2 separate regions of the Mus musculus genome follow, and region 2 is linked to region 1. Evidence: chromatin contacts called from public promoter capture Hi-C data. All regions are on one chromosome and are shown on one strand. The core of a region is the stretch at or near the end of the contact, and the rest is flanking DNA. Distances in the headings are between cores, read along the strand shown. Region 1 overlaps D430042O09Rik (RIKEN cDNA D430042O09 gene). Region 2 overlaps Xpo6 (exportin 6).

Region 1 (6,668 bases), core at 673-3,172:
AGTGCCTGTTCTTAACTAGTTTATGTTCCAGGTGAGATAGAAAAAGGCAGGATGAGATAAGACCATTTCAGATATCAGGAAGCTCTCTGAAGGAGACAGAAGAGGGAGCTGGGTGTGGAAGCGCACGTTTATAATGGCACTGTTCAGAGACAGAGCAGGACGGTCCCTAGCAAGGTCAGCCAGGGGGACATAGGGAAACCCTTTTCAAAACAACCATAACAAAAATAAATAAAATCAGAGGGGGAAGTGGACGGCGGGATGTCAGGGGGAGAGTATCATGCACAGACTGTGCAAGAGCACAGGCAAGAAAGCCTTTACAGCTGGCAAGAGGCTGGGCTTCAGGAGCTCAGTGCCAGCACAGTGTGCATAGGAGATCATGGAATGGTTTGAGACACTGAATGAGAAGACAGTGGAGTGGACCAGGAGGTGCATCGTGGGCCTGGGCTAGAATGTGGGATAGGGTTTGACAAGTAGAGTTTAGTCTAAGGCAGTGGTTCTCAACCTGTGGGTCAAATGACCATCGGGAAAACACAGATATTTATATTACAATTCATAACAGTAGCAAAATTACAGTTATGAAGTAGCAGTGAGATAATTTTATGGTTGAGGGTCACCACAACATAAAGAACGGTATTAAGGGCCAAAGTATTAGGAAGGTTGAGAACCACTGTTCTGGGGGGACAGCTTTAATAATTAAAATGAATGAATACATCATTTCTTCTTGTTGTATAGAAGCAACATTCTGGAGAGACTGCAGGCGAAAGTCAAATTGCTAAGTAGAACATGCCCCATTGTTCAACTGTATCACTCAGCTATGGGCCTGCGGATTCATAGCCTCAGACAGGGCCTTCTCCTTCCCTGACTTATGGTTGCTGAAATGTGAATGACAGAAAGAGAAAGGAGCAGGGAATTCTGTCCAAGAAACCTGCTCTGTGTTCACAGTTTTTATTTGCTCAAGCAGAGAAGGAGCTGGGATCCTCCTACCCCACATGCTAGGTGAAAGGGGTCTATGTACACTTGCACAAATTGCACACATGTAGTTTGTTCTCTCTCTTTCTCTCTTTGTGTGTGTGTGTGTGTGTGTGTGTGTGTGTGTGTGTGTGTACACGCTGTAGCTCATACAGGACCTGAGAAGTCAACCTTAGAACTCGGTTCTCCTTCCACCTTTATGTGGGTTCTGGGTGATGAACTCAGGTCACAGGCTTCCACGGCTAGCACCTTTACCCACTGACTTCTCCCGGTTCCTTTCTTCTCGCAGCTCTCCTCCTCGTCTTTTTGAGAGGCTTTACTATGTAGTCCCAGATAGCCTCACAGGCAGGGTTTTCCTGCTAGCACCTCCACACCTGGCTCACGATTTGCTTTTGAACTTACCAACAGCCCCATGCTTGGGATCAGTCTGGATAAAACACACCTTCATTTTCTTTCAGCTGGGATCTTAGCCATGTCCAGTCGCTTATAGTCCTACACCCACACCAGGTCCCAGAGTGCTGTGCGCCGTTTGAGCTGGAGAGCATTGTTTGTCCATGGTGAAGCGCCTGGCACCTTCTGTTAAGTTGATACCTTTTCCTCTTTGGCAGGCTCCCAGCAGCCTGCACAGTGGACTGCAGAGGCCCCCTCCCACCAGGCTTCTCCTGCCCTCAGCGTTAGTAGCCTTAGTAGCAGTCTTTGGTGCACATGCTCAGTTGCAGCCCCTGCCGCTCTGCCAGCACTTCACGTTCCCCACTGTGAGCACCTGATTATATTTCTTTCCTGCCTTTCTCCACATCTTGAGAGGGCTCTCCTTAAGGCTTCACAGTCAATTTCCCCTTGGAGTTATTTCCCTGCAAAGGGGGAGAGAGACAGACAGTGGTGCTACTTGCCTGCCACAGCAGAAAGAAGCCCTGAGAGCTGCCATCTGCACAGGCACAGAAGCCACGCTAGGCATGGCTAAATATACCAGCCCGGCATGAAGCAAGTGAGGCCTGAGCTGGAGCAGAAGGGATCCGCATCCACATAGAGGCTTTGCACCTCCCCTCTGCCGCCGCCGCCGGAACATGCCAGCCTTTTGCTTTCCATCACATCCTGTGAAATTCAGTTCCTTGGTGGCTTTGAGTTGCAGACTGGCATCCTGGAGGCGTGCTCTCTCAGCCCCTGTATGCTGCCTTGTATGGTGCTGTGGGAAGATTCAATGAGCAGCCAACACTGATACAATCAGGAGATTCCATGTGATGATATGAATTGGGGGGGTTCCTTCCTTTAAAAATAGTCAGGTGATTGGGGTCCTCCTCCTTCTCCTCCTTCTTCTTTCTACTCTTCTTTTCCAGCACAAGGACCTACATTGTAGCCCAGGCTAGCCATGAATCATAATGCTCCTGTTTCCCAACTGCTTGATGTGTACTATGTTATACTTTTTTGTTTGTTTTCTTTTTCTTTTTGAGAGATAGTATCACTATGTGGCCTTGGCTGGCTTAGAATTCACTATGTAGGCAAACCTGGCCTTGAACTCACAGAGATCCACCTGCCTTTGCCTCTCAAGTGTTGGGATCAAAGGCATGAATCACCACATTTGTCCATGGTATACTTTCTTATGAGGAATGACTGGGCTGGCTGCTGGAACCAGAGGTGTGTCCCCAAGGTGCATGGTCCATGCCACATACTCCCAGATGCTGAAGATAAAGTAGTTGATAAATAAGCACACAGGTGGGACTTGATGGTGCACACTTTTAATCTCAGCACTCCAGAGGCAGGTACAAGCAGATCTCAGAGTTGGAGGCCAGGCTGGCCTCCATAGTGAGTTTCAGGACATTCAGGGCTGCTAGAGAGCCAAATAAAAGAGCATGTAGTGTGTCAGGAGGTGACAGGGCTCTGGAAACAGCAGATTGGACTGTGGGAACAGGGAAAGACAGGCAGAGGTTCCTGTTTAGTACTGAGACACAGCCTCTTGTGAGGTGAGCAGGCTTGGAGGAGCAGCTGTGAGCAGGACAGTAGGCTGGGGGACTGTGGGGACTGGGGGGTTGAGGCTGGGGACTGTGGCAGAGACAGGGTTTTCTTATGCTGGATAAGAGGCCTCCATAGGGTTCTGACCAGTTTTCCAACTCTAACACAGGGGAGCTCTTTCTAGAGAGTTTGGACCCAGTACCTGGGCCCATGCTATAAGTGTTGTTGTGGGAGACTCAGTCTCCATCTGAGGAAGTGGTTTCTTTAGGAATCAAGAATGAATCCAAAATGTCTAAAATTAAAGTCTTAAAATTAAATTTTTCTTTATTATTATTTGTGTGTGTGAGGGGCAGTACAAGTGTGTCACTCTTCACATGTGTGGAGGTCAAAGGTTAGCTTTCAGGAGTCAGTTCTCTCCTTCAACTGTGAGATCCAAAGACTGAACACAGGTATGGCAGGCTTGCACCAGGTCAGTGGCCATCTCTCCACCCCAGTAGTCTTTTCAGAGCCCCGTGCCCTGTGCATCATTGTCCAGACTGCTTATAGGTGGCCTGTCTATTGCATCTGGGGGTGGGGAGCAGAGAGCCTGTGTCCATCTCAGGGAGAGGTACTTCCAAGTTTGTGATCACCAGGCCCTGTTAAGCCACATGAAGCCATAACCACTGGGAAACTCTCCAGAAGCCCTTCATAGCTTTCTCCCCATTGTGTATATTTGTTTCATTTCTGTTGCTATGATAAAGTACCCTGACAAAAGCAATTTAAGGGAAAAAGGGTTATTTTTAGGTTAGAATTTTGGATTAGAGTTTGTCATAGCAAGGACATTAAGGTGGCAAGAACTTGAAGCAGCCAGTGTCATTAAACTCATCATCAAGAGCAGGGAGCAATGGATGAATTCCTGCATGTTAGCGCTCAGCTCTTTTTCTCCACCTTACACAGTGCAGGATCCCCTGCCTAGGGAATGGTGCCACCCACCATGAGTGCTGCTTCCTGTTTCAGTTAGCACAATCAAGACATGTCTACAGGCCAACTTGATCTAGACAGTTCCTCATTGAGACACTTCCCAGATGACTCTAGGTTGTGTCCAGTTGACAAAAGCCACCATCACAGTGTGGGTCCAACAATAAGGTAAAGATTTTATCCCCACAGATACAGCCTAGTGTCATTATTACAGGTGCATGCTGCCATTGTCCAGGCATCCCCAGAGGAGCCTGACCTACCACAGCAGGCACTATGGCAGGCTGCTCCTACAGGGAGACTTACAAAGCAAGTGCTGGCTGACAGGGAAGGGCTGTTACCTGGGAATTTCTGATAATGCAGATAGCAGAACCCGTAAGCAAGTGCTCCCTTTCATTTATTCTGACTTATCATTTTTTGTAGTATGCAGGATTGAATATAGGCCCTTCATATGCTACATAAGCACCCTCTGAACTGTCGTCTCAGTCCTCTTTTCATGTCTTAAATTTCAAGGCAGGGCCTTTGAACTCATTCTGTAGCCCAAGCAGGCTTTACCTTGAAATCCTCCTGCCTCAGCCTTCTGAGTAGCTAGACATATTTTTTATTGCTAGTTTAACATAAGTGAGGTTTGCCATCTATCCTATTTGATAAGCCTACATTATTATTATTATTAATTATTATTATTATTATTATTATTACTTTACTCCACAAAACACTATGGCTATCTTTCCACACTCAACTCACTCAACCAGTAGCTTAGAACACTGTTTAGGATATAATGGCTTGGCCATGTAGTGTAGTGGCTATGTCTTCAGTGGTTTTGACAGATTGAAAGAGTGTGATCAGACCAGTGTGGGAGTGGCAACAGAAGGTAGTGGTCAGGAAAGGCAGATGGCAGGGTGAGCAGCCGAAGAGCAACCCCTACACACACATACACGCACACACACTCACACACACACATACACACACACACTCTCAGACAGAGAGGTGCTGATACTGTGCAGGGTCTCCATGCTTATACCTAGGATGCCAATTCTCCCACCAGCTTCAAGCCTCATGACTGTGTCCCTTCTGAACACACAGGGACATCCCAGTGCTCCCTGCAGCATGGACAGAGACAAGATTCTCCTAATAATTCAGGATGCAGTAGTAAGATGGACTTTTGGGCAGAGCTCTTAAGTGGGTCTGGAAATGACGAGATAAACAGCAGGACAGTGTTCCACAGGCTGTGGAGGTGCTGCAGTGGGTAGACTGCTTGCTGCACAAGTGTGAAGATTTGAGTTAGAGCCCCAGCACCCATGGAAAAAGCCAGGCATGGTACACTCATTTGTAACCCCAGTGCTGGAGACAAGGATAACCCATGAGGTTTTCTCACCCAACAAGCTAGCCAAATTAGTGAGTGTCAGGTTCAGTGAGAGTCATGGTCTAAAGAAATATGAGGGAGAATGACTGAGGAAGACACCTGGTGTCTATCTCTGACTTCTTCACACTTGTGCACGCACATACACACATGCAGAAGCACACACACACAATACTGAGATGTTTGGGCAGAGTGCATTTTGACATGATGGAGCTCACACTGAGTAAGCACTGAGTAGCACCAGTTGAGGTTGTAACATCCATTACCACAGTCTGTGAGTTGAGCACAAGGCATTTGAAGAAACTAAGGAACAGAGATCTGTACTGGATCTGAGACTATTTTGGTCTGTGGAGGTGCACTCACAGGTGGGGAACTGAGCTGGGCTGGCTCTGCTCCAGAAGGTGCCATAGGCTGTTGTGGTTGTTACTGATGCTGAGCCTGGGAGCCAGGCATACAGCAGGACCCCCATCAGTGCTGCTTCATGGCTCTCTCCACGGTGAGAGAGAGAAACTCCTCTCAGCTGAATCTCTCCCTGGTGAGTGCACAGCTGAGGGTGGTGGTGAGAAGTGACAGCATCAAATGAAGAGCAGCCAGGCAAACCTGAGTGGAGGCCTCCTCTACTAACAGCTGCAGTGGTCTCAAAAATGTCAGTGGCGAGAGAGAGTAAAGGCAAGTAATGTCCCAGCTCCAGGGCAGTAAAGACACGAACCGCAGTTGTGTCTAATGAGAACAGGGGCCAGGGAGAGATCAGCGAGTTAGGGGAAATGAAGTAATTGCTAAATTTGAGGAGTTAACAAATTTTTAAAAATACATTATATATATTATAATATTGGATTGATGTTAAATTTCCCAAGCTTGATATTCTTTTACTCTGCTTTCTTAGAAAACATCTATTTTCCCTTTCTTTCTTTCTTTCTTTCTTTCTTTCTTTCTTTCTTTCTTTCTTTCTTTCCATCTCTCTTTAAGGTTTACTATAGTAGATATTCATTTTCATATCTACTATATGAGGTGTATGGGTATTTTGCCTGCATGTTTATCTATGTGCCACATGCATACCTAGGAAGCTAGAAGAGTGTGCTGGATTCCCTGAAACTGGAATTATAGACAGTTGTGAGCTTGTAAGCCTCTAGAAGGGTGATTGGAATGGAACCCTAGCCCTCTGGAAGAGCAGCCAATGCTCTTAACTCCTGAGCTGTCTCTCCAGCCTCTCAGAAAACAATTCTTAGGCAACATACAGAGTATAGAAGACAAAGGGTCACAGTGTTACAGGTGCAACAAGTGAAAACTGTACACAATGTGGTGACAGAATGATAACAGTTGGGGATTGTAGGTGGTAGATATCTGGGTGTCCATCCTACTAGCTTGATGAAGTGTGGGTTCTGCATTTTTCAAAACAAGTTTTAAAAATCAAAACACTAGGGCTGAGAAGATGGCCCAG
Region 2 (7,027 bases), core at 927-3,426, 400 kb after region 1:
AAGAGTGGCTAGGGAGATGGCTCAGTGAAAGAATATACAGCAGGTCTGGAGAAATGGCTCCATGTCCAAGAGCACTTACTGCTCATGTAGAGGACCCAGTTCAGCTCCCAACACAAATACCAGATGCTCCTAACTGCCTACAACACCAGTTCCAGAAGATGCCACACCCAAGGGTATCTGCATTCACACAGTCTCTCACAGATACATGCAAATACACACCAATTAAAAATAGTAAGTTTTTAAAAAGAGCATATTGCTCTTCCAGAGAACCTGAGCTCAATTCCCAGCACCCACATTAGTGGCTCACCACCACCTATACCTCCAGATCCAGGGGATACAACACTCTCTCTCTTCTGGCTTCAGAGGGCACATGTGCACACACTAAAAAATCTTTTTAAAAATCATCATAAGACTGTATAAGTGGTAGGTGGTGGTGCATGCCTTTACCCCAGCACTCAGGAGATGGAGGCAAGCAGACAGCTGTGAATTCAAGGCCAAACTAGTCTACAGAGAGTTCCAGGACAGCCAGGAATATAGAGAAACCCTGTCTCAAAAAACAAAACAGAATGACTGAACCACTGTCCTAGCTACCGCCCACAATAATCTATAAAGTGCAAAAGCTAATCCACTTCCCCTATAGAGGATACCAGGCTCTGATGAAAAGAGAGAGAAAGGGAGAGGACATTCGTTCCCTTCCCTTCATCATCCAGATGCCCTTAAGCCGGACTCTCAGCAGAAGCGAGTCTGGTTATAGCTTCTGCTAGCAGAGCTCTCCCACTCTCTGCGCTCCCTTTCTATTGCTTTTGAGAACCTTCCTCACTTCTGAGACCTTAAGAGTTTGGACCTGGTTGTTTGCCTTTTAACTCCCTGACCTCTAACCAGGGTTGATCTTAGACCTCATTCTGTCAAAGCTAGGACAAGGTTCCACCTTTCTAAGGTTCAAAGCTAGGACAAGGTTCCCAGCTGGGTTACAAACCAAAGCCAAGCTGACTTTAACTTCTTCCTTCCTGAAGCTCAATGAATTAACTGAATGTGGCAGTGTGACCTTCCCACCTCCTCTAAAGCAAGGGCACTTCCTGGAGACCGCTGGACTGCCTCTGCAGCTGCTTTCCCAGCTGCCTCTCGGGCCTCTTCTTTCCTGTCCGTTATTCTAGCTGCTTTGGGTGATTGGGAACTACTTCTAATCTGTACTCACTAAATATTTGGAGTTTCAGTTTCCAAGACACAGTTGTAGCTAGCTAGTACCTAAGGAAACATTTCAGAGCAAATTTTACTGTTGACAGTTTTGGGTTTTTTGGTTTTGTTTTGAAGCTAAAATATAGTAAAGGCTAAAACATGAGAATGTGTCAAGCAAGTAAGAATGGAGTCACACACCTTTGAGTCCAGCATTGGGAAACAGAGACAGAGGCAGATAGATCTCTGCTACTTCCCGGCTAAATAGCACAGTGGTGAAATTCTGTCTCCAAGAGAGAAAACTAAGGAACTAATTATAGTAGACTTTTTTTTTAATTGCCCCCACATAATCCTTTACTTGAAAAAACTGGAGAAAACATTTAATTTTTCATTTTTATTGTTCTTTTATCCAGAAAGGCAATTAATATATAATTAAAATTCTAAACACACTTAGCTTCTGCATCTGACTTAGCAGACAATAAGTACCTTTGAGCTGCAGATCAAATTTAGGTTTCTAGTGAGCCATCCGTTTTTATTACATACCTATTGGGGAAGAAGTAGCCACCCTTGTTTCTCAGTAATCTGGCCTTAGGTAAAATGTGTCCAAAGGTTTGGCTCAGCAGACTTCAGAAATCTGAGGAACGACCTTACAAAAGGGGCACTGACCCACAGACTACAGGGTGGGGAGGAGCATGGTCAGTCTCACCTTATTACTTCCTTTCCCAATGTCCTAGAAAGGTATAAGCAACCTGCAGAGAGCTGGAGGCTGATCACAACACAAACTGCAGATTCCCTACCAACTATCACAATATACTCTTGACTGCCAATGGATCAAGGTAGAACTGAGTCCAAAGAAACTTTAGATAGCTAACATACGACCGCCTGATGATGAAATTTACTCTAAAACCGGTTTGGTCCTGTTTATCAATCCCAAGGCTGTGTAACACACACCCCAGCAGCAAACATTCCACAATACTTCTATCAATGGCTATTTACAGTTTGTGGTTATTTCCTGACAATTCTGAAACCACTAGAACCCTCCTTTCACCGCCATCGCCATCGTATCAGGAGCCAGGCCTTCAGAGGCCTGCTGAGCAGAACTAACTTCACAGGTGCTAAGGAAGTAACTAGGCTCACTCTCCCTCCACTCCCTCTCTCCTCCACTATGCAAAGCTACAGAACATAAAGACAGACAATGTATGAATCCAGCCTACAACACTTACTACTTACTGCAGCCCCAAAGAATAACTATAAAACCCCTCAAGTCAAGGGATATAATCCCTCTGCGAACAATTTATATGACAGTTCCCCCAGGTAGATCCTTACCTGTAAAATGTTAGTGAAAAAGTCATGGTAGAACATGGGCCAATCTTGGCGTCCAATATCAACGATAACTTTGCAGAGTTTATTCCGAATAAAGTAAGGTAAGGTTTTATGGTGAGCCAAGAGAAGTTTGGGCAAGCAGCTACGGATTTCCATCTTATCCTGAGATGGGACCCCAAGCCACATTTTATTGATTAGATTCTGAAAAACAAATACGTATCTTTTAAATTAATGAGCTTTACACAAAATGAATGGTTTTCATTCTATAATTACCTGTAACGTCACATACACACACATCTACCTAGCTCTAACAGTTTAGGACATTTAGCAAAATGATAAACACAAATATTAAAATCTTAGGACAAGCCAACCATTGGACTGAGCACAGGGACCCCAATGGAGGAGTTACAGAAAGGACTGAAGGGGTCTGCAACCCCATAGGAAGAACAGCAATACCAACCAACCAGGTCCCTCCTCCCACCTCAGAGCTCCCAGGGACTAAACCACCAACCACAGAGTACACAAGGAGAAACTCATGGCTCCAGTCACATATGTAGCAGAGGATGGCATTGTCTGGCATCAATAGGAGAGGCCCTTGGTCCTGTGAAGGCTCGATTCTCCAGTGTAAGAGAGTGCCAGGGCAGTGAGGTGGGAGTGGGTAAGTGGGTGGAGGAGCACCCTCATAGAAGCAGGGAGAGAGAGGATGGGATGGGGGGTGGGGGGTTCAGAAGTGAAACCAGGAAAAGGGATAACATTTGAAATGTAAATACATAAAATATCCAATAAAAAAAAATCTGAGGACAAGCTGGACGGTGGTAGCACATGCCTTTAATCCCAACACTCAAAAGGCAGAGGCATGTGGAACTCTGTGAGTTTAAGGCCAGCCTACTCTACAGAGCAAGTTCCAGGACAGGACAGGGCTACAGAGAGAAACCCTGTCAAAAAGAAAAGAAAAGAAAGGAGGGGAGGGGAGGGGAGGGGAGGGGAGGGGAGGGGAGGGGAGGGGAGGGGAGGAGAAAGAAAAGAAAAGAAAAGAAAAGAAAAGAAAAGAAAAGAAAAGAAAAGAAAAGAAAAGAAAAGAAAAGGAGGAGGAGGAGGAGGAGGAGGAGGAGGAGGAGGAGGAAGAAGAAGAAGAAGAAGAAGAAGAAGAAGAAGAAGAAGAAGAAGAAGAAGAAGAAGAAGAAAAAGAAATTCTTAGGATAAAACAATCTCATCTCTCCTATCTCTAGGAAGATATACTGAACAATTTAAGATACAGTAAGTTGTATGTATAAAAACTTGCTATTATATCATTGTTTCCAACATGTCTTATTGGCCATCTGGCCACCATATAGTAACAGAAACAACTGTAATGTTCAAATATAAGTGAACAAGCCAGACATGACAGCACACATGTGTAATCCAATCACATGGGAGACTGAGGCTGGTGGGTGGTAAGTCTGAAGCCAGCCTGAGATAATTACCAAAATACCACTCCCTATCCCATAAAGAACAAATGGGTTAATGAGTACTGCAGACCATAGCAGAAAGGACAGTGGAAAAGAGGTTGATGTGACATGCCCAGCAGACAAAGCTTGGACGAGAGTTAGCATGAGTAGTTCCATGGCTGGAAGATGGTAGCAATACAAATACTCCATCCAATGTGTCTAGCTATCTTTGTCTTTCAAATGACAAAGGAAAAAGGTAAGTCACCAACTATGACCTACCCAGCAGACAAGAAAAGTCAACCACCTTCCTCATCTTTTTGGAGTCACAGCTCAAAAGATGTCCCCAGACACAAGGTGCCACGTGGGAGGGTCAACCTACTGCTTCTCAGACATCTATATACTACAGCGAAAACCTGGTGCCAATAGTGTACAATTCCACTGTGATTTTCAGGAATATAAAACGACACAACAACTTACCTCAAAAACCGTTAAGCTGTACATCATTACATAGTCATTCCTTGTGCTGGACAGAAAATATAAGCAGAATCTCCAAGCTCCTACTTGCTGGGCAAAGTTATTAAGAAGCTCCTCTGGAAAAGTTAAATAGCACAAAACAAGTCTATAAAAATATATAAAATTAATACAAAGACCAGACTGCCACCATTTGGAAAACATACCAACCTCCCCACATAATACAAATAGTTCAAAAACCAACCACAAAACCCACCTGAAGGGATTATGGGATACTCTTGACACTGGGGTGACCCAACACAGGCAATGGACCCTGCCATCAAGGTCGCTAGCTTTCCTAAAGATACCTTTTGAGAACACAGACCATTGTTCAAGCTCTTATTTAAACTCTATGTGAGATAGCAATCCTTTCCAAAATGTAAAATGTAAAATGACAACAACTAGCCCCCACAGAGATAAGCAATACACACCATCATATTCTATAATTCTTCAGGGACATCTATACTATCCACATGCCCACTGACATGAAGGCTAGAGAAGCAAAAAGAGAAAACTAACATTCCAAGCGGCCATGTGGCAGCTGACAACTGTCTGTAGCTCCAGTTCCAGGGAATTGGACACCTTTTTTTGGCCTTCATGAGCACCAGGCATGAAAGTGGGTGCACAGATATACGTGAAAGCAAAACAGTCATACACTCATAAAATAGAAGTATTTTTTTACATTTCTTAACTTATGTATTTTTACTTCATGTGCATTGGCATTCTGCCCACACTTACACTGAGTGAGAGTGTAGGGTCCTCTAGAACAGGAGCTACAGACAGTTGGACAGCTGTGAGCTACCATGTGCGTGGGTGCTGGGAACTGAACCTGGGTCCTCTGGGAGAGCAGCCAGTGCTCTCAACCACAAGCCATCTCTACAGCCCCAATCAAAAATACAACATATACAAAATAAATAAGTAAAACTAAAAAGTAAAAACCCTAAGAGTTAGAAGAGCAGCCCAGACTATGTATCCAGTCAAATGAAAATGGCACTTTTTCTCTCAGGCCTGACAACATCAGCTAAAACTCAAAATTAGCAAGCATTAATTGCCTAGCTACCCACCATCGCCTGTGGGCACAATGCCTATTAACTACCTTGATACATGCACTAACTATGATCCCTGCCAGCAAGCCTGGCCAGTGCAAGGTCGCCATGACAACACTGCAGCTGACTCCTGTGCCAGCTCCCTGCAACCCTAAGTACAACTCGGCAGTCTCACTAAACATTATTCTACAGAAGGAGGGCTATGAAGACCTGGGTTCAATCCCCAATATTCACAACACAGCTCCTAACTTTCTACAACTCCAGTTCCAGGGAATCCTACACCCTCTTCTGACCTCCTCCATGCACACACAAACGTACATTCAGACAAAACACTCATACATAAATTGTTTAAAAAAAATAAGTCTTGCCGGGCGTGGTGGCGCACGCCTTTAATCCCAGCACTTGGGAGGCAGAGGCAGGCAGATTTCTGAATTTGAGGCCAGCCTGGTCTACAGAGTGAGTTCCAGGACAGCCAGGGCTACAGAGAAACCCTGTCTCAAAAAAAAAAAAAAAAAAAAAAAAGTCTGAAAGTGAAAGATGGTGGCATGTCCTGATAATTAAAAGCTTCTATGTAACTCAAAGACACAAGAAAACCAGAGAATGTGAGTTATAACTGGAAATGACATTCTGGGCTCAAATCAGCTGATCCCTAAGCCTGATCCTGGCAACACCCTGGTCTACATTCTTCGCCCATTCCCCCACTGTCAAAACACGCTGATCTCACAGCATCCCCACTTGAAAAATTCTATTCCACTGAGCTATAGCCCTAGTCTGCATAAAAGTTTGATTCAGACATGAAGATTTTATACAAGGTTCCACTTTCAATCCATTAATGCACAAATGTAAACAAAGTTTCATGAGCAAATCAAAAGTTCAAAGAAAAACCAAAGGCATTTCTATTACAATGACAAGAGTTCGAAAGAATCAGAGTGGAAAATTATAGGAGACTAATATAGAGCAAGATCTGTCTATTTCGGTAAAAATTGTATCTAGCATTTTCACTATAAATGTAAGCATGTTAGTAGCATAAACCTGAAGAGGAGGTCACAATGGTGCAGGAGGATAATCAGGGTAATCAGAGAACCAGCATAGCAAGCAAGGTGCTCCTCCTCAGGCAGGCGCTGCCTCGCTCCTAGCCCTTTGTCTAGACACATTCTATTTCTCTACCGTGTACTCCTCAGAAAAGAAAGGTATGTAGGGTGCATGCTATCAGATGACATGATGCTTCAAGGAAGCTAGCAAAACCAGGCTAGAGCAAAGATCTCCTAGACACCTGAAAAGTCTCAACCCCATGGGGACGACTTTGGGTGGTACTTAGACTGGACCAGGAGGTTTAACTGAGTCAAGCCAATGGAAACAGAAATGAGTCTTTAAGGTTCTGAGGCAAGGACAGACCTTAAGGAAAGGGAAGCAACAATACAGTGAGTACTGAGCAGTCTCTCTCACACACACAGAAGAATGTTCAAGAAAGGATTCAAAGGAGAAAGACTGCTTAAGCAGCACAGTGGGTGATGTCTCTGAGGCAGGTATGATACTTGAATAAATTAT

The links. Promoter capture Hi-C pulls out the DNA fragments that hold promoters and counts their contacts.
Region 2: a promoter capture Hi-C map of maxillary cranial neural crest shows a contact between it and region 1. The contact joins two enhancer-like sites. A contact is called at or near these places in 9 of 39 promoter capture datasets (the C10 cell line, the HPC-7 cell line, cranial neural crest and 6 more) and 2 of 115 datasets of contacts at active chromatin or transcription factors (embryonic stem cells and large pre-B cells).

The regions. Positions count from the first base shown.
Region 1 is chr7:125,771,474-125,778,141 of GRCm38.p6, forward strand. The region is part of intron 6 of D430042O09Rik (RIKEN cDNA D430042O09 gene); the gene reads left to right. Among named protein-coding and RNA genes, the nearest start is that of D430042O09Rik, 67 kb to the left of the region's middle. Within about 2 kb of position 1,923, at least 29 of the 459 cell types and tissues checked have an H3K27ac peak or open chromatin away from gene starts, as enhancers often do.
Region 2 is chr7:126,166,630-126,173,656 of GRCm38.p6, forward strand. Xpo6 (exportin 6) reads right to left here. Exons shown (of 24, transcript NM_001311143.2): 3 at 4,401-4,513; 4 at 2,500-2,697. Among named protein-coding and RNA genes, the nearest start is that of Xpo6, 30 kb to the right of the region's middle. Within about 2 kb of position 2,177, at least 32 of the 459 cell types and tissues checked have an H3K27ac peak or open chromatin away from gene starts, as enhancers often do.